Regions from separate parts of the Mus musculus genome. Here region 2 is linked to region 1. The links are chromatin contacts, called in public HiChIP or PLAC-seq maps. All regions are on one chromosome and are shown on one strand. The core of a region is the stretch at or near the end of the contact, and the rest is flanking DNA. Distances in the headings are between cores, read along the strand shown. Region 1 holds the start of Ccdc117 (coiled-coil domain containing 117). Region 2 holds the start of Tmed4 (transmembrane p24 trafficking protein 4).

Region 1 (6,668 bases), core at 2,477-4,976:
TAAAGACCCCCACTCTGTTCACTTAGGTTCACTCCCTGTCAGCTGCTTGCTTGCTCTGCCTCTTGACCTAGGATTGACTTTAGTTGTGCGCTAGGGCTGAGCCATACACAAGGTTGTTCTAGTTCACACAATCTTGTGGCCCACAAAGTGCAAATATCCTGCAACATACCCACTTTTCAAGGCTGATATCTTTCTCCATCCACAAATCAAAGGCAGCTAATTTTTTTGAGACAGGGTTTCTCTGTGTAAGCCTGGCTGTTCTAGAATTTGCTCTGTAGACCAGGCTGAACTCAGAGATCCACCTGCCTCCGTCTCCAAAGTGCTAGAAATAAATGTATGAATTAAATCAAGTTCCTACATCCCCTACCCCCAGACAGGATTTCATTGTATAGCCCTGGCTGTCCTTGAAGCGATCCACCTGCCTCTGCCCCCTGAGCACTGGAATTAAAGACCTTTGCAACTGTACCTAGCATAGTTTCTACACCTTAAGCAAACACTGGTATCAGTAATTCAATTACCTATAGCACTATAGAAGACAAAAAAAAGTTCTTGAGTTATCTATAGCAATCCCAAGGCAACAAATCCCCTGATGTAGGGGTTTGTGGGCTAAGGGCTAAGTTGATCTAAGGCAACTTTTTGGACTGGGGCAGACAGCTCAGTGGGAAGGGCGCTGCCATGTACATGAGGACCCGGGTTCAATCCTCAGAACCAACATTAAAGAAAGCAAAGCATAGTGACTTGTAACACTAGCACCAGAGAGCAGAGGCAGGAAAATCCCTAGCTCTGTCTGAGCCCTAACCATACAAAAACTAGGTGGGGGCCATGGAGTTGGCTCAATGGGAAAAGTCCCATACATGCTGTGGCAGCATGAAGACCAGAGATGTATGTAAATGACAGGTAGGCATGGAACCCACCTGTAATCAAAGGGCTCAGGAAGTAGGGATGGGATTCACAGGGCAAGCCAAAGGCAGGTTCTGGGTCTGAGTGAGCTACTCTGCCTCAAAATAGAACATTTCAAGTAATTGAGGAAGATACCTGATGCCAACCTTTGGCTTCCACTTATAAATGCATCTCACACACACACAGAACAAAAACAAAACAAAAACTGCAGCAAAGCTGGGACTGCAGGCACTTTAATCCCAGCACTTAGTTAGCATAGATAAGTGGCCAAAGCTAGCTTGTTCTACCTAGTACATTCCAGAACAACATAGTGAGCCTTTGCCTCAAAAACAAAAAACAAACAAACAAACAAAAAGTGGTGGTGTACTTCGGAGGCAAGAGGCGGGCTGATCTCTGATCTCTAAGTCCAAGGCCACCCTTGAAAAAAAAAAAAACAAAACAAAACAAACCACAAAACAACAAACCAAAAGCCAACCAAACAGAAGGTGAGGTGGATGATATCAATAACATCCAAGATGGGGCTACTTCTGCCTCCCTTACCCCTCATTCACAAAAAAATAAGGAAATTTTCAACTCTCGCTTCTCCCCTGAGGCAGGGCTTCTCTCAGTAGCCTTGACTGTCCTTTAACTTTAAGCTCTGCCTAACTTGGCCTCAAGTTCTGGGACTAAAGGCACAGGCCACCACCTTCTGGTTTTTTTTTTTTTTTTAATTTTTAAAAATTTTTTAATGTGTCTAAGTATCAAAATTCATTTTTTTTTTTTTTTTTTTTTGTTTTTTTCAAGACAGGGTTTCTCTGTGTAGCCTTGGCTGTCCTGGAACTCACTCTGTAGACCAGGCTGGCCTCGAACTCAGAAATCCGCCTGCCTCTGCCTCCCGAGTGCTGGGATTAAAGGCATGCGCCACCACACCCGGCTCAAAATTCATTTTTAAAAATTCATTTTTAGTTCCTTCTTCCCCCCCCCCTTTTTAAGACAGGATCTCATGAGTCCCAAGCTGGTCACAAGTCACTGTTTCAGAGGGAAGACCTTCAAGGTCTCATCCTCCTGCCTCCACCTTCCTCACTAGCTCTTGTTTGGTTTGTGCTTTGAGAGCTAGCCCCAAATTCTCCTTCTCAGTTGGGATTACTGGATTAAGTCGTCATTGTCAGAAAAGGATTTAGCTTCTACCAGGGTCGGGTGGAGGTAGGATCAGACAGACTATCCAGGACAGGGCCTGGGACAAGTGAATGGGGTTGTAACTGCCTAGCGTGATCACCCTAGGTGACCCTTAGCACAGGAAAAGCAGGAAAGCAAGACGATTCAATGAGTAAGGACACTTGCCCCTAAACTGACAACTTGAATCTGATCCTGGAACCCACATGGTGGGAGAGAGCCAATTTCCAAATGCTGTCCTCTAACTTCCACATACTCATCTGGAATTTGTATAATAGTAATGGTCAAGAAAAAAAAGAAAAGGCAGGTATTGAGGCCTGGTAGCATGTGGGCCTTTATAATCTGAACATGCAGAGGCAAACAGATCTAATAAGTTTGAGGACAGCCCTGGTTAGACACGGCTCCACAGACAGGCGATCTTAACAAAAACCAACAGGTAGACCTTGTATATACTCATTTGGAATAAGCTACTCCAAAGCATTGCAGAGTGACCAGGTATCTGGCTACAAAATTTGTAAGTTTCTGGACTCTTCCTAAGGAGAAAGAGAACAGGTTACATGGTTACTACCTCCGCGGAGAACACCAACCCTTCCAATACAGAGCCTAGGATTTTCTTTTTGTTTTGGTTTAATACTTTTGTGTCTGAAATGACAGTTTAAAATGCATGCGCATTTTCCTCTACCTGCCCGCCACTCAGTTTCTGCCCCTAAAAGGCAAACAATGTCAGCAGTTTAAAGAGATACATGTGCTTCACCGTTTTCACTTCAAATAGGATACACGTGTTAAACTAACCGCGACCACAAAGAGGACAAATTGGTCTGGATACTTACTCATCATCCTCCGCCAACCGCTTGTGTTTCTTTCTACAGTGAATGGAAACACTGTTGGAACAAACAAAAACAAACCAGTCACTCACGACTGGAACGTAAATGTAACGTTTCTGCACCATGTATTTGTCGCCTCACTCATCCGGATCTCCCGCCACAAATTGAACATTCCTTCCTTGGCCGTGATAGACCCACACAGGTCCCAGGTGATCACGATTTGCCAGGGGCTCCGAATAAAATAACCTCAGACAAGAAAATCTGAAGTTGTCACTTCTGTCGGGGCAGTGACAGTTGAGCACTCGCTCCAAACCCATTTCTGCCCCCAACATTGCCGATGAGGGACCCAAGTGTCCCAGAGGCATTCAAAGTTGTCCCGGCCGGCAGCCGGCGGCCGCGCGTGTGGAGGGAAGCGTCCAGGCCGAAGAACCCTCGAGGGTCGCCCGCCCTGCGCCCCGGGACTCACGGTTAACGTCCCGAGAGGTTAACGGGCCCGCCCCGCCTGCTCACCGTCCGCGCGCTGTTCTCCCGCCCGGGCTGCTCGGCGCGCCGCGGACACCGGGCCGCGGGGCCAGGTCATGGCCGGCGGCTCCTGGCGGGAAGGCCCGGCCCGCGAAGGCCGGTGGCGGCTGCAGGAAGTCCGCGCTGCCGCTCAGAGGGAGGCCGCTGAAGGGCCGGCCGAGGGCTGCCATGGCTTTCCAGACGAGGCTGCGTCCGCGACCCCAGTCGTTCGTTTTCCCAGACTCCGCAGTGGCCGCCACCAACGCTACCCACGATTACCTGCCTCTGAGCCCTCTTCGGCCCCCCAACCTCACGCCTTCTAGAACCCTCCACTCCGGACCGCCCAGAGACACGTCGGGATTTGTTGTGTATAGAGGGCCGCTGTCGTGAGGCATGCCGGGAGTTGTGGTCCTTAAGGACTACAGGCAAGATGGCCGGGGGTGTACCGGACGAATTGCAGGAGGTCAGGTCGCCCTCACCCGGCCAGAATGACAGACACCCAATCCCTATACAGAACGTTTGAGCTGGGCGTGGTGGATTCCCAGCTCTTATCAGGTGGAGGCAGGATAATCAGACACATTCAAAGCCAGACTTTGACTAAGTAGCATGGTCTAGGCTAGCCTAGTCTACGTGGGACCCAGTCCAAAATAAAAAGTTACACGTTTCTGTTTCTTCTGTAGTAAACAGGATAAGAAAAAATGTTTTCAGAGTTGAAGTGAGTAGTGAATGAATTAAAAATCTAGAGGTGGGGCTGGGCATAGTGGTGCACACATTTAATACCAGCACTTTCTGGGCAGAGGAGGGAAAATCTCTGAATTCTAGGTCAGTCTGGTCTACATAGTGACTTCCAGGCCAGCCACTGTTACGAAACAAAATATAAAAAAAAAAAATGCCTAGGAGTGGGACCTGACAGCTGGAGTTATTATTCTAGAATCTATGGTGAAAGGAAAACCAACTCTAGAAACTTGTTCTTGAACTTCCTTTCGTGGGGTGGGGGTGGGGACTGGCTTGGTTTTGTTCCCTGGTTACACATGCACTCTCATGCACACATATAACAATAACAAATAGAAAATTAAAAGCTAATAAAACTCCGAGAGGGAAGTGCAGCTGAGTGGTAGGGTGCATGTACTCCACCACAATATTTATACATGAAGCAGGTGGATGTGTGGCACATACTTCCAGTCAATCCCAGCTATAGGGAGGTTGAAGCAAGAGAATGGTTGAGTTCAGCCTTAACAACAAAACAGGATGTCAAGGCTTAGAAAACTCTACATGTGTGTACTTGTAATGCTATCTTTCAATTGTTTCTGTGTTTTATCATAAATGAAATTTTTGATGTATTGGATCCCATGGACAATTACTAAAACCCCCAGAGATTGGGAGAGCAATTGGAGGGGAAAAGCAGAAGTTCAGCCTTGTATATCCAAAGATGGTTAATAATGTCCCCTGCTTAGGTTGGACCAATGGAGTGGAGGATTGATTGGTCAGTCCTACCACTGATCATCCCCCATTTTTTTCTGCCTTAAAGAATGATCCCATCACTCATCACTGAGTGGCTTATACCATTGTCAATGCCATTTAGCCAAAGATTTATCAAGGACACACCAGTAACTGAACTAGAGTGGACTTAAGGAAGTGAGTTAGTGTCTTAGCCTGGGGGAGTTGAGTTAGTGATAAATGATTTGGAGGAAGTAAAGTTCATAAAGGCAACTTTGTATGAGCAGGTCGGGTGGCATAAACCTGTAATCCCAGCATTTGGAAGGTTGAGGCAGGAGGATTTTAAAAATGGAAGGGCAGCCTCAGCTAAGAAGGACATGAAATGGATGTGTGAGACCCTATCTCCAAAACGAACAAAACAGCACCTTTGACTGGAATGAATTGTTAGGAATTTAGGATAATTCTGTGACTCAAATAATTCGAGACACATAGGAAATTTCCTCTTTTTATCTACTTTAGTAGAAGTCTCTGAGCTTAGAAAGGATTCTCTTAGCAGACCAGTGAAGGCATGAGATAGGATATGAGGACTAATTTAGGAAACTATTTCTACTGTCCTACCACACGTTGTGGCTGCTACATGCTAGGAAGTTACCAGTTTGGGGAAGGTACAAGATAGGAAATGAGACATGACTATCCCTTCTACATGTCTGTGTCCTGACACAATTATCAAGTGGCTTGCTTTCATCTTGAATTTGAGGTAACAGAATAATGTTGTTTGAGGACCACCTGCAGAATTCTTCAGGACAACTCTGGGGCTGCCCTAATAGTATCATTATCTAACTCGGGTCCAGAAGTCCATCGCCCAAAAAAAAAACAACGTCTGAGAGCTAAGTTTTAGGGGCGAAGAAATGCTTTATGCAGTGGCCAACCATACAGTCACTGTGCGTTGAGTCCTATCCATACTCTCCAAACATCACGTGTCCTCCCACTGGTCTTGCCTCGGCAAAATACGGTGTGAGTCTGTATCACGTGACACTACCAGGACCTTCCACCTCAGCCAAAGAATGGAGAATTGCCCATACACCAACTTCCCTGCTCTAAGACTACTACCACAATTTTTGAGCCAAATTTGAAGCAGCCTTTATTAAATAGTGTTCAGGAACTTGGATACTGGCCAGGTCCATACCCAAGACCTATGTGTAACTTTAATTTTTTCAAACCTTATTTTTAATGATGGTTTTTAAACACTTTAACCTTTGTTGCCCACCACCCACCTATCAGAGGTAGTAGGATGCCGCAGACCCTCTGGGCCCCTTTGTCTGCATGGAACGGGTCTCTAGTCACAGGTGGGCAAAGCGTTGGATGGGATGACAGACAGATGCACACAGGAGAGGTTGTGTAGAATCTGAATGTAATTTGTCAAATCGAGCATCAAACTTTTTATACAGAAGAAAATAGGGAAATTGGGTGACACACCAGCAAGGTACAAAGAGGTTACTGGATTCTTACATAAAACAGAGGAATGCAAACACAGAAGGTCTAACAGGAACCACCTGGGACAGAATTCATTGTTAACAGCTGGGATCAACAAGGGCTCCACCTAAGATTCACTTAATCTTAGGAGTCAGGGTCAAGGGCTTCCTGCCCTTGCAATAGTTCTTATTTTAGTCTATTGTATAGTCCACCTTTCCCTTAGGCCATTGTAAATACATGTGTATGGGTGTAACTCAGCTATCTATAGTTCTAAGTATCTATTCTGGTTTCTCCTTAGGTCTGAAACTTCCTTCTTCCTAGATGATGGTAAATTCCTGTGTATGGCAGTGACCTAGCTTTTATTCAAAGTGATAGTGTAAT
Region 2 (6,668 bases), core at 2,165-4,664, 730 kb after region 1:
AAGGCAGCTCTTGAAGGCTTAGACCAACGTCTGCTTCTTGGAGAACCAGGGTCACAGGTAGCTGGTCTGAGTGGCTTAGTGCCATGACGCCAGTGCCATGATGCCAGTGTGACACCAGTGACACACTGTTTTTTCATTTCTCCTCCTCAAATTCCAGGTGGATGAGGGGCTGGGTGGGGAAATTATCAAATAATTGAGGTAAAAGGGGAAGGTTATAGGGCGAGACCCCTACACCAGCTTCTTGGCCTCAAAGAAGCTCTTGAGGTGACGCATCTGCCAGATGCCAGTGAGGATGAGGATAACGGTCTGGGCGATGGACCACCACAGGACCCTCTGGTTGGTGCTCTCACTGGTCAGACGGAAGCGCTCTTCACGATACTGCATAGGACAATGAACAAAGAATTAGAATGGGCAGGAAAACAGAACCTGCTATTATAAGGCCCTTCATTGGTGTGACCGCACAACTTCAGACCAAATGCCTGTGGAATACCACCTGTAATTCCATGCAGAGGCTAGTCCTTCCACTGAGACTGCCCCCAGGAAGGAAAGGAACATTCTTTACAACCATTTCTGTTCCGACTGAAACCATGCTTTCTCCACTAAGAGGCCATGGAAAACAAGCAAGCAATGGGATTACTAAAGTGTACACTGTCCTCTCTAGACTGGATCATACAATTTAGAAATAACTATCCAAAACAAGATGAGGTCTATACATACAACAGACTATTATTCAATCTTAAGAGGAGAATTCTAAAGCTGGAGGTAGTGGTGCACACCTCTAATTCCAGCACTCAGGGGGCAGAGGAAGGCCAATCTCTGAATTCCAGGCCAGCCTGGTCTACAGAACAAGTTCCATGACAGTCAAGGGTACACAAAGAAACCCTGTCTTAAGGACTGGGAGGGACAGTGATAGTTCTACAGGATGGAAAGATAACTCAGTGTTTAGGAGCTCCTACTTCTCTTGTAGAGGAGCTGAGGTCACTGCTCAGCACCCATGTCAGGTAGCTGGAAACCATCTGTAACTCTAGCTCCCAAGGATCTGAAGCCCTCTTCTGAACTCACCCGACACGTGCGCGCACACACACACACACACACACACACACACACAAATCCAAACACAGATACACACACACACACACACAAATCCAAACACACACACACACACACACACACACACAAATCCAAACACAGATACACATCCTCGATAAGAAGACAAATATTTAAAGGGTAGGGCATGATGGGGTTCAGAGCCCTTATCTAGCACGTGTGATGACCTAGGTTCAATTTCTAGCACTGCGAAAATAAATAAATATAAAAAACAGGAGTTCTGACAAACTACAAGGCAGATAAACCCTGGGCACATTGTGCTAAATGAACTAAGATAGACACAAAAGGATTCCACGCAGCTGAGTTAGTGATCAAGACCATAGGCAAGCTGGGTGTGGTGGCACACGCTTTTAATCCCAGCACTCGGGAGGCAGAGGCAGGCGGATTTCTGAGTTCGAGGCCAGCCTGGTCTACAGAGTGAGTTCCAGGACAGCCAGGGCTATACAGAGAAACCCTGTCTCGAAAAAAACAAAACAAACAAACAAAAAAAGACCAAGACCATAAGCAAAAAGTAGAACTGCAGCAGAACATGGGAAAGGGGGAGCTGGTGTTTACTGATAATCAGGATCACAGAGGAAACATCCAAACCTCAGCTAGGGAAGAGGAGAGCTCAATGTGGTCAGGGTTGCTGGGAAGGTGAAAGTGATGCAGATAGACAGCAGGGATGGGGGCAACGGGACATGAATCTACGTAATGCCACAGCTCTGTACGCTTACACATAGTTAAAATGTTAGGTTTTATATGTATTTCATAACAAACAAACAGAAAAAAATATTAAATGGTCTACAGCCACACCATCCTGAACACCTGAGATCTGATCTCAGAAGCTAAGCAGAGCCAGGCCTGGTTCATACTTGGATGGAAGACCACCTAGAAATAGTGAGTGATGTAAGCTTTTAGAACTTATATACACATATATGTATTTATATATAATATAGTCATTAAAATAAATATAATACATTTTATATACGGATATATAATACAGACACACACACATGACTGGAGGTGTGGCTCAATGGTAGAGAGCTTGCCTAACGTCCAACCCTGCCACTGTAGACATATACAGAAATCGAGGAAAGAAAAGCAAACCCAAACCTCACCTATGTAGACTGACTGGTAACTCCCACATTCCCGAGTAGAGAAGTCCCCAGCAGCCACGTTGCACAGTGGGTTTAAAGGTCAAGTACAGCCTCCAAGTTCAAGTCCCTTACCCTCTGATAATCCTGCTCCTTCTGGATCTGTTCCACCTGGTCAAGCAACTGGCGAGCTCGAAGCTGGAGCTCTGTTAACTTATCCTTAGCAGCGATCTCGGGGTAGTTGTTGGCATGCTCTCCAACCTGGATGTCCAAGTGTACACGCTACAAGGAAACAGGACGAAATGACGGGGGTGCCACCCACCGTCTGTTACCGCTATGGAGTCTGATTCTTGTCTCTGGCTGAATGAGGAAGAAGGACATCCAGTTCTAACTGTACCCACTTGCTGCCCCCAGAAAGGCAAAGTTAAAAGAAAAAAGAAAAGACAGCAAGAAATCAACCTTGGTATCAAGTGAGAAACTCTAAGGCTGATGAGCCTCTTACCAGTTTGCCTCCAGCGAAGAGAGCCATTCTGGTGGAGTTGGAGTGAAGACAAATCTGATGGTCACCGGGTGTGTGGGATGTGAACGTGAAACGGCCCTCGGAGCCGTATTGCCGGGACAGTACAACCTGCAAACACGCATCAAGCCCCAATTTTACAACGATCTCTTAAAATGCGGGACCTGGTACCTGGGGACTTTCTCAGGACCACGGCGGTATTTTCCATCCCATAAAGACATTAACGGACAGCTGGCGCCAGCTAGAACCTTTTTAGCGAGGTGGTGGGGGTTTACCTTGCCGTCCGGGTCCTTCACCTCTACATGCATGCCCAGGCCGGGGGTCGACGGCAGGAACACCTCTTTCTGTTTGTCCCACATCTGAGTTCGATAGTTGCCTGCAGAGTAGACACACAGTCACAACCTAGCCCCCAGGAGGTGGCCCCAGGGCACTGTGCAGGGGAGCTGGTGCCCTCAAGGCACCCTCGGGATGGGGTCGAGCTGACAGGGAAGGAGGGGTGCTTCCAAGGGCCAGCTGAAAACAAAGGGCCTCTCCACCCTCAGCCCCCTGACCGATGACCATGGTCTCGTCGGGTATTTCCTCGATGAAGCAGCGCTTCTCAGTCTCGCCGATGTGGAAATAGAGCCCACGGGCACACGCAGCACACACAGTAAGCACCAGCAGCCCAAATCGCACCATCCCCTGCAGCGGTCCGACCCCAACACCTGCCATTGCGCCTCAACCTTGCACATGCGCACACTTGCGCACTGCTCAGCGTTTGCGCACCCGCTTGGAAACGGAACATGCGCCTGCGCAGTGTCGCAGTCCCTCAGCTCCCTTTCGAAACCCGGTCCGCTGTACACCCGACCCCAAGCTTGCATTGTTCTGCGCCCGAGCGTCCCCTAGCGTAAACTAGCCTTACAGAGAGAAAAGGCCGGCCCAATGAAGCTGCCCAGGGCTTCTGTCCCTTGTCTTTAGGCTTGATTGCCCTTGTTAGGCACCTCTCTGCGCCTGTGCTCTGTGTAAGGAGAAGCAAGCGTACTTTTCGGGGAAGGGTGCTAGGCGACTTGAGATGGTTAACCTGAACAGCGTGAGTTCTTCTGGTCCCCAGCACCTGAAGTAAAATAAACCTTTCTTTTGAGCACCCTACAGAAGAGAACACATTGTGTCATTTCACAACTGCAGGACTTATTGAGTCACAATAAATTCAAAGATAGCTTAGTTTACACAGCCTCCTGAGCAGTGTATTATCACACCTGACGCTGCTGGGTGCTGAGGATGGAGCTTCTTGCAAGCTGGCCAAGCACTCTACCAACTGAGCTACCGCCAACTGAAACAGGTTCTTTTATCCAGTTTTAATTACTATCAAGTCATACATTATATATCATATAGTGATTATGTCTATGTGTATGACCTAGCATTGACTGTCAACTTGACACAACAGGGAAGAGGGAACCTCAACTGAGGACTGGCCTCCATTGGACTAGCTTGTGAGCTTGTCTATGGGGCATTTTCTTGGTTGTTAGTTGATAGAGGGCCTAACCCACTATGGGTGGTAGCATCCCTGGGCAGATGGTCCTGGGTCGTATAGTAAAAGTAGCTGAGAAAGCCAGAGGCAAGCCAGAGGCAAGCCAGTAGGCAGCACTTCTCCATAGCTGCTGCTTCAGTTTCTGCCTCCACATTCCTGCCACGGGTTCCTGCCCTGGCTTCTTTCGGTATGGATTGTAACCCAGAAACCAATAAACGCTTTCCTCCCATTCTGCTTTTGGTCGTGGTGTTTATCAGAGCAACAGAAAGCAAGCTAGGACTGTGTGTGTGTGTGTGTGTGTGTGTGTGTGTGTGTGTGTGTGTGTGTGTTAGAGAAGCCTTACAAAAAGGTTTAAAAGGATGCAACATAGTTCAAGGAGTTCAAAGAGGTCTTAATGGGAGGCAGAGGCATAGAGCCAATAGGCACTGTGGTAGTTCTGTTAGATTAACTGAACTAATCACAGAGCTGTTGTTGAAGATTTCAGAGCTGAGAGACATAGAGTTGAACCAAGCAGAAGCAGAACTGAAATGCAGGATCACAGGACCATGAATACGAAGTTCAGGACTAGGTCCAAATGAACCAAGGAAATGAATAGCAGCAGAGACCCAGCTGAGCTGAATGCTGGGGGATGTTCAGGAGGGCCTTGTCTTGCCAATCCCTGAAACACACTCCCATAATAAGAAAGCAGGTCAGTAGGGCAGTTGCCATGGCAGTGTGAGGACTGCTCCTTTTTTCTTTTTCTTTTTTCTTTTTGTTTTGTTTTTTGTTTGTTTTGGGGGAGTGGGGATTTTTCTCTGTATCCCTGGCTAGCTTGGAGCTTGCTCTGTAGACCAGGCTGGCCTCAAACTCATGGATATCTGCCTGCCTCTGCCTCCCAAGTGCTGGGATTGCTCACTGCCAGGCTAGGAGTGCTCCTCTATGTGGGCTTAAGGTAAGGATGTTGGACCCTGGCTCAGTGTGACACATTTGGTAAGTTCTCAGGCCTTGGTTTCTGATACTGTTTGTTTGGTCACACGTGAGAATAGAACTAGTCCAGAATGCCAAAGGTCCAGGGCAGAGGGCCAGCAGGACTGTTTGGGATGTAAGAAAGGAAGTCAGTTTCCCAGGTGATCTTGGTGAGGTGACTTTCAAGGGCCACTGAGATTTATTATCGACAGTCCAACAACGTGTGCAGTGTCCTGGCCTTCAGCATCCTTTGCATCTGCTCTTACAGGCTTCATGGCTGCACTTGGACCTCTGCTTCATCTTTCTTCTCTCGCGCTTCAGCCTGCACATTAGCTTCTTCTGCTACTTTGTTCTCATGACCCAGAAGTTTCAAGGAAGTTGGCGCTAAGGCCGTGTCTGATACTGTTTTAACGTACCAGTACATTCATCTGATCCCAATCGACTTTAGTAAGTTTATAGATAGTACTTTAGGAATAAGTGTCTATTGGCCCATGTTTCACGGTGGCACAAAGCAGGTGGTAGTGTTTATGTGCACAGTGAGGTACAGAATCATCATAGTTCTGCAGTTACATTCAAGAAGGAGCCAAACATTTACAGACATAAACTGAAGTGACTCTGGCAAGTTACAGCCCAAAGTACACAGGTTTACACAATATCAGTTTTACATAGAGACTCTGTCTCAAAGACAAAAACAAAACAAAAAAGCTACTGGTTTAACCAGGCATGGTGGCACACGCCTTTAATCTCAGCACTCAGGAGGCAGAGGCAGGCAGATTTCTGAGTTCAAGGCCAGCCTGGTCTACAAAGTGAGTTCCAGGACAGCCAGGGCTACACAGAGAAACCCTGTCTCGAAAAAAACCAAAAAAAAAAACAAAAAACCCTACTGGTTTGAATTGACTTATGTCAATTCAACCCTCTGACTTTTTTTAAAGATTTATTTATTTATTTATTATATGTAAGTACACTGTATTTTTTAAAGATTTATTTATTTATTATTATATGTAAGTACATTGTAGCTGTCTTCAGACACCCCAGAAGAGGGCATCAGATCTCATTATGGATGGTTGTGAGCCACCATGTGGTTGCTGGGATTTGAACTCAGGACCTTCGGAAGAGTGGTCAGTGTTCTTAACTGCTGAGTCATCTCTCCAGTCCCAAATCTTCTGACTTTTACATATAAGTATCTAACTCAGCCTTTATCTGCTGGAATGAACAGCATTTTACATTATGTAAAACACAGTGTAGCCAACGTTAAAAGCAATCACGTAGGCTGGCTATGGTGTCACATACAATGGATTCTAGTACTTAGTGGACAGAAGCAGGCAGAGTTCTGTGAGTTTGAAGTCAGCCTGGTCTACATAACTAGTTCCAGGATAACCAGGGCTGCATAGACCCTGTCAAATTAAAAAAAAAAATAACAAAAAAAAAAAAACAACGACAACAAACAAACCCTACTATCAAGTAAAGCTAGCAAGATGGCTACCAGATAAGCCTGATAGCCTAGGTTCTATTCCCA

What was found. HiChIP or PLAC-seq counts read pairs in DNA pulled down with a chosen protein or histone mark.
Region 2: a contact with region 1 is called in an H3K27ac HiChIP or PLAC-seq map of microglia, with 5 times the contacts expected there. The contact joins the promoter of Tmed4 here to the promoter of Ccdc117 in region 1. A contact is called at or near these places in 1 of 39 promoter capture datasets (liver) and 4 of 115 datasets of contacts at active chromatin or transcription factors (bone marrow-derived macrophages, double positive thymocytes, extraembryonic endoderm stem cells and 1 more).

The regions. Positions count from the first base shown.
Region 1 is chr11:5,538,491-5,545,158 of GRCm38.p6, forward strand. Ccdc117 (coiled-coil domain containing 117) reads right to left here and starts at 3,727. Exons shown (of 5, transcript NM_134033.2): 1 at 3,387-3,727; 2 at 2,883-2,933. The coding sequence starts at 3,568.
Region 2 is chr11:6,271,423-6,278,090 of GRCm38.p6, forward strand. Tmed4 (transmembrane p24 trafficking protein 4) reads right to left here and starts at 3,415. Exons shown (of 5, transcript NM_134020.1): 1 at 3,252-3,415; 2 at 2,976-3,076; 3 at 2,686-2,811; 4 at 2,319-2,465; 5 at 1-378. The coding sequence starts at 3,411. The coding sequence ends at 229.